Linked DNA regions of Macaca mulatta: region 2 is linked to region 1. A link is a contact called in public Hi-C data. All regions are on one chromosome and are shown on one strand. The core of a region is the stretch at or near the end of the contact, and the rest is flanking DNA. Distances in the headings are between cores, read along the strand shown.

Evidence for each region. A called contact is a pair of places that touch in the nucleus more often than the background predicts.
Region 2: a Hi-C map of liver shows a contact between it and region 1, with 2.2 times the contacts expected there. The contact joins the promoter of ESRP2 here to the promoter of NFATC3 in region 1. A contact is called at or near these places in 3 of 14 Hi-C or Micro-C datasets (cortical neurons, fetal cortex germinal zone and liver).

Annotation. Positions count from the first base shown.
Region 1 is chr20:63,657,447-63,664,409 of T2T-MMU8v2.0, reverse strand. NFATC3 (nuclear factor of activated T cells 3) reads right to left here and starts at 5,141. Exons shown (of 11, transcript XM_077984312.1): 1 at 4,761-5,141. The coding sequence starts at 4,863.
Region 2 is chr20:63,816,867-63,823,585 of T2T-MMU8v2.0, reverse strand. It overlaps ESRP2 (epithelial splicing regulatory protein 2), which reads left to right and starts at 2,429. Exons shown (of 15, transcript XR_013411030.1): 1 at 2,429-2,874; 2 at 2,960-3,088; 3 at 4,610-4,723; 4 at 4,835-4,949; 5 at 5,285-5,383; 6 at 5,895-5,949; 7 at 6,027-6,134; 8 at 6,208-6,340; 9 at 6,423-6,465; 10 at 6,618-6,719.

The sequences.
Region 1 (6,963 bases), core at 3,892-6,391:
CTGGAGGCGGAGCTTGCAGTGAGCGGAGATTGCACCACTGCACTCCAGCCTGGGTGACAGAGCAAGACTCCATCTCAAAAAAAACAGAAATGTTAGGGGGGAGTGTGTGTGCGTGTGTTTAAAAAAATTTTAGTTACCACCACTTAAATAAGACCAGGACTTAGGCCGGGCACGGTGGCTCAAGCCTGTAATCCCAGCACTTTGGGAGGCCGAGGTGGGCGGATCACAAGGTCAGGAGATCGAGACCACAGTGAAACCCCGTCTCTACTAAAAATACAAAAAATTAGCCGGGCGCGGTGGCGGGCGCCTGCAGTCCCAGCTACTCAGGAGGCTGAGGCAGGAGAATGGCGTGAACCCAGGAGGCGGAGCTTGCAGTGAGCCGAGATCGCGCCACTGCACTCCAGCCTGGGCAACAGCGTGAGACTCCGTCTCAAAAAAAAAAAAAAAAAAAAAAAAAAAAAAAAAAAAAAAAGACCAGGACTGTGCTAAGTGCTTTAAATACATTATCTCATTTACACAAGATAAAACAAAAACCTTGACTACAAATGATCAATAAACACTGAAAAGTGAGAAAATAAAATTATCTAAGAGACAGTAAACTGGATCAGATCTCCAAGCACTAAGCAAAGTAAAAACATTGTTGATTAAATTCTAGGACAATTTCTAGGAAAAGTTCCTCAACTTGCCATATGAAAAAGTTGTATATTAAAGGAATATCTGAAAAAATTACACATATCTTATCATCGAGTAAACCTCTTACAAAAATACATATTGTAGCTAAGATATTTCTCTCCTTTGAAAAAACAGCAGTAGATAAGATAGTATATAGCACATTCCTTCCAGTAACTCTCATTCAGGACTAGAAAGTCAATATTTAGTAATGAACCCTGAGAATGAAACTCTGAATTTGCAAAGTACAGATTATTATAACATCAAACTTAGAGATAAACAATCACTATGCTAAAATAGAGTACCAGAGGCTGCCCTTTATAATGGCAAATAATGTTAATGGAATACATTAAACATGTGCCTATTTTAAATTTCCTATTTACTGCTGAGGTATATCATCTATTTAGAGTTAGATATTAAGTAAAAGAATGTTTAAAAAAATAGTTTAGTTCATTTTCAACTGGAGAAATCAGAGACAGCACTGTCATCTTATATTTTAAAAAAACAAGGTAGGCTGGTCTGATGGTAGTGAGTAATTAGAATGTATTAACATTAGTGTCACTAAAGTTGGTATACAACTCCCCACTGCTAAATGTGACTGAAAAAAAAAAAAGAAAGAAAGCTAAAGACTCTAGGGTCTTAAATTTTCTTTAATGGAATAAAAATCTCAAAATACCTCTGCAAATAACAGTCTTAAAAAGTCAGTCTTCAGTCACAAATGTATACAACATACAACATTATCAAGCATTATTAAGTCCATCTCACATCATCTAATTTCCACTTTACCAAGCTTGCTTAGGACATTCACTAAAATCATCCCTTGCCCTGTCCTCACTCTCTATCCAGTCACCTCACTATTTTTCAAAAATCTTTTCACTGTATGGAAATTTAGTTGTGATACAAGTACTCCCAAACCTTTAGAGATGTAAAACCACTGCAGCCCCAAATTACCAAGATGTAATTTATGGAACTCATCAATAAAAGCCAAAGAACTGAAACAACTCTCATCAATTTCCTTTACCACGAAAAAGCAGTGAGCAATGATTCAGAACTTAGATGTTATTTATTCACTTATTTAACAAAATATTGGGACTGTGTGCAGTGGCTCACACCTGTAATCCCAGCATTTTGGGAGGCTGGAGTTCCAGAGTAGCCTGGGCAAGATAGTGAGACCTCCGTCTCTATTTAAAAATATATATATTGGGCCGGGTGTGGGGGCTCATGCCTGTAATTCCACCACTTTGGGAGGCTGAGGCAAGAGGATCACTTGAGGTCAGGAGTTTGAGACCAGCCTAGCCAACATGGTGAAACTCTATCTCTACTAAAAACACAAAAGGTAGCCAGGTGCGGTGGCACACGACTGTAGTCCCAACTACTCGGGAGGCAGAGGCGGGAGAATCACTTGAATCCTGGAGGTCTAGGCTGCAGTGAGCTGAAATCACGCCACTGCACTCCAGCCTGGGCGACAGGGCGAGACCCTGCCTCAAAAAAGAAAAAAAAAAAAAAACATATATATATATATATATAAAAAATATATGTAAAAGAACTGTGCTAGGCACTGATAATATAACTGAAAAAGATACAGACACTATATCTGACCTCAAGGAACTTCCATTCCAGTGAGGAAGAGAATCCAAAAATGAGTTCAGCAAACACACTGATACAACCCAGCAAGGATCTGAATTCTACCAACAATTTTATTCTTATTTTCCACATTATTGCATATATTATCCTAAAATCATTTCAGTGAATCCACTTTGTTCCTTCAAACTACATACTCATAATTATGCTTAGTAAAATGAAAACTTATTCTGTGAACAAATAATTCTGAAAACTTAGCTGTGAATATATAACACATCCTCAACAGAATTTCAAAATTAATTGCTATGTGTTCATAGCAGCACTATTCACAATAGCCAAAAGGTAGAAAAAGCCCAAATGTCCATCAATTGGTGAACAAATTGTGTTCCTTTATACACACACACACACACACACACACACACACACGATGGAATATTATTCAGCCACAGAAAGGAATGAGGTAGTCAGACACAAAAGGTCACATATTATATTACCCTATTTACATAAAATATCCAGAAGAGGTACCATAGAGACAGATCCCAGACTGGTGGCTGCTAGGGATTGGGAGGAGGGAAGGGAAAATATGGGGCAACTGTTTAATGGATACTGAGTTTTCTTTTGGATGAATAAAATGTTTTAGAAGTAGACAGAAGCAGTAGCTGCACAACACTGAATGTAGTAAATTGTTCACTTTAAGAAGGTTTGTTTTTTCATACGTATTTTGCCTTAATATTAAAAAAAAACTTTTAAAAAATTACCGCTCAAAATATTTTAAAGTGGACTTTTTGTCACAAATAAAACTGCGGATGTTTACCTTTGGAAATTTCAGTTATAAATCAAGCTACAGATAACTCCTTTTAGACCTATTTTAATAGCAAAATGGCTTTTGTGTATGACAAAGATCATTAAAATTTTTTTCATAGCTTTGAAATGTTATTCAATATTTTGGTTGTATATACAATTCCTACTTATGTAGTCACTCAATTCCTTTATTATTCATATGTTTGGTTAACACCCTTATTGATCATATATTTGTATATAATGTGCTCTAATCAAGTTTGTGCCCAATAAAAGTTTGCTGACATCATCAACTGTTTCTCTCTTTTACAACAAAAATACTCAAGCTGTTTTTCTTTCAAGTCCCGATAATCTAGGTACAATTCAATGCTACACTCTTCACAAATGCCACTTTTTTTGTTTCTTCCTCTACTACAAAATGCATCACCATTCACAGATTTCCTAGTAGCACAGTTATTACTTGGACTATGTGTCTCCTCCAACTACTTCCCAAACTCCTTAAGGAGCCTCAGTCCTCTGCATCATCATCATCATAACACAACAAGGTCCGTAAGAGTGGTTCAACGTAATAGGTGCTCAAATTATGTGAATGGAATTGAAAATAAACGCAGCCAACACATAACTATTATAAATTATGTACTACAGTGAAAAAGACATCTAGCATATTAAGACTAAAAGGACCAATAAAATAAGTACCGCCTAGAGAATCCTCATGCCTCACGTTCAGGTATGTTTTGCAATGCAACTCTACAGAACAGTCTATTGAACATCAACATGAACATTAAGAAATTCACCTCACACCAGGCAAGAAAAAATATCTTACCCATTTCCTTTGCGAAGTTCGTATGCATATGTAACAGGGAAACTGAACTTAATGAACCACAGTATTCCAAACCAGGTCACAAAAGACCTCTAAGTCCCCAGTCATCCTGTTTCTATTTCCTGATTGGTCTGACCTGCAAGCATTATGGTGCCCAGCTTGCCCAATTCAAGATTTCCTTTAAAATATCTTCCAAGGAGAGGTTTTTCTTTAAATAAAAATCGACTTCTAGAACTTTCCAGGAAAATTATGAAAAAAGCAACCCGCGATTAAAAAAAAAAAAAAAATCTTCCGGAACATTTTATTCAAGTAAGGAAATCGAGTCTCCAGAAAAGTCCCGTTACAGTTACACTTCGAATTAACTGTGGGTCATAAACTTGCAAGAGTGGACGTTAACTCGAAAGCATTACTCTCCTAGCAAAGTAGATTTAAAGAAACATGTGCGTGATTTTTAGAGGGGTCCTACCGTTGAAAAACAAGCATCTTTCAAACGCACATTTCAAGAAACGACCTAGAATAGATGAAAAACCCAGTGCGCTAACAATTCACAGGGACAACATTTTCCTTGCAACACATTGGCAAAGCAGCAACAACCAGACGCCACTTGGGCAGCAGCCCGGACCCTGGGCCTCCAAACCCCGATCGTCCCGGAGTCGAGTTCCCCACTAGTTTGCTTCCAGCCAAGCCCGCCACCACTTCCACGTTGCAGCGACCCACACGCCTCCTCAGCGATTTAAATCCGTTTTTAACTCACCACACACACGCGCGCGCGCACACACACACACACAAGGGGTTATCGGTCTCCGGTCATCCAAGGGAACAGGGAGGGAGCGAGAGATCCTGCGAGCGAGAAGCGGGGTCGCTCCACGGTCCCGCCTGGCCCGGCACCCACCTGCAGGCCGCGAGCCCGGGGGCGGCGGCGCCGGCGCCCCGTCCTCGCCAAAGACGAGTTTGAAGTCGAGCTCGTCGTGGGCACCACAGTTTGCAGTAGTCATCGGCGTGGCCCAGGGTGCTGCGGCTCTTCCTCAGGCGGCGGCGGCGGCGGCGGCGGCGGCGGCGGCGGCAAGCGGCGGCAAGCGGCGGCAAGCGGCGGCAGCAGCTCCTTAACGCCGCTTCATGCCGGGCCGCGCGGGCCAAGAGGTCGCAACTCCACAGCAAACTTTCCGGGCGGGGCCCGGGACGCCGAGCGTTCCGTTCCGAGCTAGAAAGCTGGCCGCGCGCCGAGCAGCACCAGGAGCCGCAGCCGCCCGCCACCGGTGCCTAAGCCTCCACTGTCGCCTTAGCCAATATTCCCCGCCCCCCAACAGTCGCCGCCACCGCCGCCGCGGGCGCGCTCTCGCGCCGTGCCGCGCGCCCGGCCCCGCCCCCTACGCGTGCCCGTCCGACCTGGCTGCCCATTGGCTACTAGCGCGGCGAACTGGCGCCGGGCCCCGCCCCCTCACAGGCCTATCGCGTAACTCGGTCTCCGCGAGAAGGAAGTCACGTGAACACCCAGCCCCGAAGAGCCCAGTTATTTCTCGGGAGTTGTAGTTGGTCTGCGTTCCCTCGGCGATTCCTTCTAAATTAGACGAGAGAAGGCCGATAGCCTCTGTAATTGGATAGGGGACCACCACTGGCCAGTGGAGAAGACCTTTTTCCTCATTGGGCGGAGCTCATGTTCAAGAAGGGGTGCCGAAGCACTGAGGTTCTGGGTTCGGTGATGTGGGTGCGCATCGTGTTACTCCTGATGGCTGGCTTTAGGGAAGGCATTAGGGCCCCGCAGGGTTACCTGGACGCCGCCCACATCCTCATCCCCCCACCTCAACTTTAATGGCTGAGTCTCCAGAGGGCGGGGACCGGACCTAGTGTCCAGCTAGGTTGGGGCGAAACCGAAGGAGGCAGGTTGCGCGACAAGTCCGGACTCTGAGCTCGCGGTCGCCGCAGGCCCACCCTCTGCGGGGCGGAGCCTGCGCTCCGGTGGCTGCGCCTTTGTCCCTACTAGCGGGCCCCCGCAGCTGCTCCCTAGACAGCGTGCGCGTTTGAGGCCTCGGCGAAGCCCAATGGGCAGGGCCTGTCCCTTGCTGGAAGTTGAGTAGATTGAGCGGGAGAGCCAGTTGTGAGCTCTGTGTCCTGGTGCATATCCATGAAAGCGGGAGGGATGAAGCCGCCCAAATTGGGTGTCTGGCAGTGGAAAGGAAGTGACACTGCCTAAAGAACCGTTTTCGTGATCTGCCCCTCTCGAGCAAGCTAGCCTTCCCGAGATGGCCCAAGACGCCTCCTCCTGGGGTCTGGGATGAAGACCGTCCTTGGGGACTGGGAGCCTGACTTGTTTACCTAGGGCTCCGCTGAGGCGCAAGGTGGACGGGGAGGTGAGAGAAGTGGGGTGACCGCTTCCCCCAGCTCCGTGCCCCGGGCACAAGGCCCACAGGGTATAGCATCCCTAGATGCGCGTTGCTGGAGGAACCCAGGGCTGTGTCTGAGGCTTGGGTACAGGTGCGTCCAAGAAATGCTGCCCTCTCAGAGGATACAATAGGTTGTTAAAAAAAAAAAAAAAAAAAAAGAGAGAGAGAGAAAAAAAAAAGAAATGCCGCTCTCACAAGGCCTACAGCACATTCCACACCGCCCACAAAAGCCAGTGGGAAGAGAGGGTAAAGGGAAGCTCCTTGCAGAGATCTCAATCTCTGGACAGACACTTGAGCTACCAGGGAGCCCTAGAGGGAGCCAAACTAGACGTTGGGTCAGGAAGACAGGGAATGTCCAGAGCATCCAAGACGTTCATCTTGTATTGGTTCATTTCTGCCCAGTGTTCTGTACCGGTACCTGTGCTGTTCCTGGGGATTCAGAGATAAATTAAGTCTCCCTTCAGGGGTAGGGGAGAGGGGACCAGCAAATCTATAACTACTATGCAAAGAAATGATGGTTGTGCCAGGAGCTCAGAGACAGTTCATAAGCCCGCTGGCTGCAGGGCCTTGACAGGGGTTAGTAGGAACTGGAGTGACAGGCAAGAAGTGAGCAAGTTTCATTCCAGGCAGAGAACAGATTTCCAAAGACTTGATGACCAGAAAGTACCTGCAGTGGGCAGAAGCCAAAGGTGGGGCTGGATGAGTGGGCAGAAT
Region 2 (6,719 bases), core at 1,180-3,679, 160 kb before region 1:
CGCTTGGGCCCCGGGGATGTTGCGGCGGCTGTGATCAGAGATTGCGCTGTTGCACTCCAGCCTGGGCGACAGAGTGAGACCCTGTCTCAAAAATAAATAAATAAATAAATAAATAAATAAATAAATACATAAATAGAATATGCCGGGCTCACGCCTGTAATCCCAGTACTTTGGGAGGCCGAGGTGTGTGTATCACTTGAGGTCAGGAGTTCGAGACCATCCAGCCTGATCAACATGGTGAAGCCCAGTCTCTACTAAAGAAGCACAGGCGTGGTGGTGCATGCCTGTAATCCCAGCTACTTGGGAGGCTGAGGCAGGAGAATCACTTGAACCTGGGAAGTGGAGGTTGCAGTAAGCCGAGATCGCGCCATTGCACTCCTGTCTGGGCAACAAGAGCGAAACTCCGTCTTAAAGAAAAGAATAATAAAAATTAAAAAAAAATAAAAAATATAAAGAATCCAAGCGACAGGAGTTGTCTTGCTATGGGGCCGGCCGGATGGGCTCTCGGGGTAGTTTAGGGGAGTCGCACTGCGCTACCAGCCCGCGCCTCAGGTTCACGACCCAGCGGCAACTTGGGCACGCATAAGCGCGTCATCCATGGGAAAGCGCTCAGGACGGCCAGAGACGCCACAACGGAGCAGTCACCTCGCGAAGGAGGCTTCCGTGAAGAGTGAGTGTCGAGACCCACACTGAAGAGGAAAAAGGGCCTAGAGGCTGCACAGATGAGGTCGCCAGGAGGGACGAAATGGAGACCGAATAGCGCCCGGACCCCCGGGCGGGGACGCTGTGACCCTGTGCTGTAGGAGTGGAACCCAGACAGGAGCCGAGGAGGAAACGACGTGCTTCTGTGGAGCTTTAGGACTGCGGGGGTTAGGGACACAGGTTCATGGAAATTGTCTGGAAGGGCGTGGCCGCAGGAAGGGCCGCCTCCGCCAGGCGCAGGCGCGCTACGGCGCGGGAGGGGGAGGAGCCTTACTCGCGGATGCGCCCCGCCCCGCGAACAAATATTTGACATTCCGGGCTTATCGGGAGGCGGGTCCGAAGAGCAACGTTCTCCCTTCCCCCCGCGCCTGATTTGCTTACCGTTTCCGGGGGAAGAGACACATGGGCCAGTGCCCGGGTGGGCGGTCCGGAGATGGGCAGCCGCGCACCAAGGCCCGCCTCCACCTGTAAGGAAAGTAAAGTGCTAGTGGCTCGAACCCGCCGGGCGAAGGATGCACTTTCCTTTCTCTCCCTGTCGCCGTGTCCGGGCGGGAGTCATTTCCGTCCCGGGCGCCTGTTTCTTTAGCTGCCAAGTGGAGCTACGCCGAGCTCTCTAGCCCCGGGCCTCGCCCCTTCCCCGGGCATGAGCGCCAGGGTGCTCCGCTCTCTCCATTGTCCGGGGGCGGGGACGCAGCACCCTCCTTGTCCGAAAGCGCGTGGCGTGGCTCCTGTCTCAGTCTCGAGTCGGGCTAGGCAACCGCGTGACTCAGTTCCCGCCAGGCTGGAGCCCCCTCCTTCCTGCTGGATTATTCAGTTTCTCAGTCACTTATTGAGTTTCTCAGTCACCTCCCTGGGAGAGTTTGGGAAAGTAAGGAACGGCAGGGAAATGCACCATAAAGGAGTCTCACCAAGCTCCACTGGGCGAAGGGGGCACTGGGAGCCCCCAACGCGGGACTGTCAATGGGGTTGTAGGTGCGGGATGGAAAAGGGAGGATCCGCAGCCCGCACGCGCGCACACACGCTCAACGCTAGCTCCCCCATCCGCCAGAGCGCTCGCAATCTCCAGGCAGCTTCTCCATCGTCGAGAAAGGGACGAAAGCAGGCAGGCCCCCACACGTGGGAGTTCCGAGGCTCCAGGCCCCTTCTACCCCTCTCAGCCTTGTCTAGGGTGCAGCTCTCTGGGGTTGGGGGGGTTCCTTTCCCCAGCATTGAGGCCTGCTCACTTCCAACCCACAACGACTTCTCAGTGCCAGGCTACCGCTCGGCCCTAGCGTCTGCATGGACAAACCCTTACCTGTGATCCCTGGTGACCACCCCACAGCTCTAACAACCCTGATGTTCCCGCCGCCCTCCCCTTTCCCAGCTGACTTCTGGTGATCCCCCCACAGGGTGATACCCGGCAACTCTCGCCGCCCCCTTGACCCTTTGACTTCCATCAACCCCAGACCTGCCGTGGTGACCCCCACAGCCCCTAGACTGCCTCCTGGCGCCTTCCATAGGTCCTGTGTGACTCTCTCGGAGTAGAGAAGGCCTCTTGCATGGTCCTTTGCAGAGGCCTGACGGCCCCTGGGGAAGAGTGGGGGGAGAGCGAAGAACGGGTTAGCCCCAAGAATCAGGCAGGACCAGCCCTAGAAGCAGGAATCCGGATCCTGAGCGTATACCCACACCGGGATTATGAGTTCTTGCGTCCTGGGCTGGGTTGTGGCGGCCCTCCCCCAAGGTTCCCGGGGCCGCCCCGGTCACGTGGCCGGCGGGGCAGGCAGGTAACTAGCCTGGAGAGGGCGTGGGCCGGTAGCCGCCCCGCCCCGCGGGGCGCCACGGGCGGGTCTCGGCAGCGCCCACTGAGCCAGCCGGGCCGCAGGTGCCGCCCCCGACACACGGTGTCCCGCCCAAGCTGATCCGCGTCTGCCGTCGGTCGGTGCCTGCGTGCGCCTCGTCGGTCCGCGTGTGTCTGGCCGAGCGCCGCCTTCCTCTGCGGCCATGACTCCGCCGCCGCCCCCGCCCCCAGGCCCTGACCCCGGGGCTGACCCCGCCGCAGACCCCTGCCCCTGTCCCGGATCACTGGTCGTCCTGTTCGGGGCTACGGCGGGTGCGCTGGGACGAGACCTGGGCTCGGATGAGACCGACTTAATCCTCCTAGTCTGGCAAGTGGTTGAGCCGCGGAGCCGCCAGGTAGGGTGGAAAGGAGGCGGTGAGGTCCCCAGGGAGCTTCCGGGGTCGAGGGGCGCGGCTGATCGGTTTCCCCCGCCGCTCACAGGTGGGGACGCTGCACAAATCTCTGGTTCGCGCCGAGGCGGCCGCACTGAGTACGCAATGCCGCGAGGCTAGCGGCCTGAGCGCCGACAGCCTGGCGCGGGCAGAGCCGCTGGACAAGGTGCTGCAGCAGGTGAGCGCTGGGGTGGGTGGCGGCACGGCCTGGCCGTGAGGACATTTCTGGGCGGGAGAGGCTGCCGGAGGCTAGACCTGGCGTGCCGCAACCAACCGGACCGGGCGGCAGGACGGGGTCTTGTTTGAAACTTTGAGCGACTCTCGCGTGTGCGTGTCCCTTTCATCCGCGCGTGCCGGCCATTCCCCTGGGCGCCTTACTTTTCAACCATTGCAGGAACCTACTCCTACCGAAGGGATCGGGACGCAGGCTTTGGGATCCATCCCCAGTTCCCGCCCGGGGAGCGAGGCCGAGACGCCTTTGGGAGACCTGCTGGGTCAGGTCTCCCTGAGCCGCAGTCGGAAGCGAAAAGGGTCGAGGGGCCCATATAGGTCGCCAGTCCTTGCCGCCCGCGTCTTCGGCCCGCTTGGGAGCCGCTGGAGTGGAGGCGTAGGGCGGTGTCGGCCCTAGAGGTAGACGCCGCCAGGTGTAAACTGCTCGTCTAGGCCTGTCCCGGCCGGCTGGCCAGGCGTGGGCGCTGTCCCGGCCTGGCCTGGGGGACTATCTGCCTGCTGAGTGCAAAGGCCTGGGGTGCTTCCTGCCCTAGCTGAAGTGGGAGGTGGTTTCCATTGCTGTTTTCTTTTCCTTATCTTCACTACGTCGCTCACTCTGTGTCTGACTCTTGAGTGTAATAGTCTAAGTCCTTTATACGCACACATTCTTTCATCTTCCAACAACTCTTGTGGTTCCTGATGAGGAGGCACCACGATGATGATTCTTTGTTTCAGAAGGGCTTTGGGCCCTTCACTTGGGGAGTTTGCTGGAGGAGAGCTGGGTTGCCTTGCTCTGTCAGTCTCAGGTTGTAAAGTTTCACAGAATTGGCAGGGAGGGTCCGTGGGTCAGTGATTAGTGCTTATACTTCTCCAGCCAGCATGGAGGCTGGGGGAGGGCTGGGCAGCCTCAGGAGTGCCACCCCCTCTATGAGCAAACAGCTCAGTGCCAGCCGGTCGATAGGGTGTGGGTCAAAGCTCATGCTGCCCCTGATGTCCAAGTGTGGAGCTCTGTCCTTGGAGTTTCTCTGCCCCTAGGTTGGTCAGACCTGGAGGCGGGGCTGCCATTGACCATGAGCCTTCTGGGCCTCAGGCAGGACTGGGCCTCCCCCACCTGTCTGAGGGTGGTGCCTGGTCAGAGACAGGTTTAACCTGCTTTGCTCCGCCTCTTCCCACCTGCTTGTCCCACTCCAGGTGTTTGCTCTGGCCCCACTCCAAACTCCTGGAGTGTGTGTGTTGAGGGCTTGGGTTATGTGTGATTGCCCTCATTTGGCCTGGAGGAGGTGACAGTGGACTGGAACAAGGTTGGGGGGTGAGGGGAAGGGACATAGGGCTAGGCTCAACAGGTGTGGCCTCTTCTTCCCAGGCAGGATAGGGTTGAACATCTGGCTGAACCAGCTTTGCAGCCTGCCTCCTTCCTCCTCCTACCCTCACTTCCTGCCTGCCCAGCTGTGAATCTGTGTGTTTCTCTCTCCCCACTCCCTATCCCCAGTTCTCACAGCTGGTGAATGGGGATGTGGCTCTGCTGGGCGGGGGCCCCTACATGCTCTGCACTGATGGGCAGCAGCTATTGCGACAGGTCCTGCACCCTGAGGCCTCCAGGAAGGTATGCCCCTGAAGGAAAACCGGGCGGGGGGGCAGGGTCAGTAAGGGTCCCAGGACCCCTGTTGTCCTGAGGGTGGGCAGGGCACTCATCCCCAATCCTATGTGCCCCCAGAACCTGGTGCTCCCCGACACATTCTTCTCCTTCTATGACCTCCGAAGAGAGTTCCATATGCAACATCCAAGTACCTGCCCTGCCAGGGACCTCACTGTGGCCACCATGGCACAGGGTATCTGTGACCCAGAAGGGTTAGGGTGGACAAGTCACTGTGGGTACATGTATCTGAGTATGCGCATGCTGGTGGGTGGGTAATATGGACACATGCAAGTCTGCATCATCTGCTAAGTCCCTGAGTGTACCTGTGTCTGTGTGTCTGTGCTAGGATGAGTTTGGAATGTGGGTATGTGTCTATGTCTGGACTGGGGATCTGTAAGTGCACACATGAACTGGGCCAAAACAGATGTATATGCTGGTCTCCAGCATGTGTCTATGGAGGGGAGTTGGGCCCAGGGGTAAACAGGATTCGTGCTTATGCTGTCTTCACTGTCACTTCTCTACCCATAGATTTAGGACTGGAGACAGATGCCACAGAGGATGACTTTGGGGTCTGGGAAGTGAAGACAATGGTAGCTGTTATCCTCGATCTACTCAAAGAGTCCAGCAGTAAGTTTTCCCTCACTGCCTGTCACCTGTTCTCAGGGATGACGAATGCCGGCCTATTACTCCTCCCCACTGTGACCTTCTCTAAGAGACCACAGGGGAAGCCTCTTTGTCATTTCTTCTTTTTCTTTGTTACAGAGCCTTGCTCTGTAGCCTAGGCTAGAGTGCAGTGGTGCAAACTCAGCTCACTGCAACCTCCACTTTCCGGGTTCAAGTTATTCTCCTGCCTCAGCCTCCAGAGTAGCTGGGATTACAGGCGCTCGCCACCACGCCTGGCTAATTTTTGTATTTTTAGTCGAGACTGGGTTTCACCATGTTGGCCAGGCTGGTCTCGAACTCCTGACCGCAAATGATCCACCCACCTTGACCTCCCAAAGTGCTGGGATTATAGGCCTAAGCCACTGCGCTCAGCCTGTCATTTCTTCATCTCCCTCAACTGTCCTCTTTTTGCAGAACTTGGTGGGGAGACCCCTCTCCAGCAGACCCTGCTGACCCCCACACCATCTTTTCTCAGGTCAATTGTTTTCGAAGCCTGAGGTGATAAAGCAGAAATATGAGACGGGGCCTTGGTGAGTGTGGGAGCAGGGGCTAGGGGGTGACAACAGCTGGATAGCTCTGACAGCACTGTTCCCTGCCCCTACAGCAGCAAGGCAGATGTGGTGGACAGTGAGACTGTGGTACGGGCTCGTGGGTTGCCCTGGCAGTCATCAGACCAGGACGTGGCTCGCTTCTTCAAAGGGCTCAACGTGGCCAGGTGGGTGTGGTGGGGTGGGTGGGCCCAACTGGACAGGCCTACCCAGGAGGCACTAACAGCACTGGCTCCACAGGGGTGGTGTAGCGCTCTGCCTCAACGCCCAGGGCCGCAGAAATGGTGAGGCCCTCATCCGCTTTGTGGACAGCGAGCAGCGGGACCTAGCGCTGCAGAGACACAAGCATCACATGGGCGTCCGCTATATTGAGGTGGGGCTTTGGGCTGGGAGCGGAGCAGGGCCAATCTGAGCCAGGCCTGAGACCCACGGGCTGCTGCTCTCTGTACCCACAGGTGTATAAGGCGACAGGGGAGGAGTTTGTAAAGATCGCAGGGGGTGAGTATACCCCAAACAGGGCCTGGCTCCCCTGGTCCTTGATCCATATCTCACTTCCCCACCACCCCCTTGCCTGCCTGCTCCCCTGCATGGGTGAGTGTCTGAAGGGGCACGAGTGAAGTCAGCAGGTGACTCCCATGTCCCCCACACAGGCACATCACTAGAGGTGGCTCGTTTCTTGTCACGGGAAGACCAAGTGATCTTGCGGCTGCGAGGACTGCCCTTCTCGGCTGGGCCAATGGACGTGCTAGGCT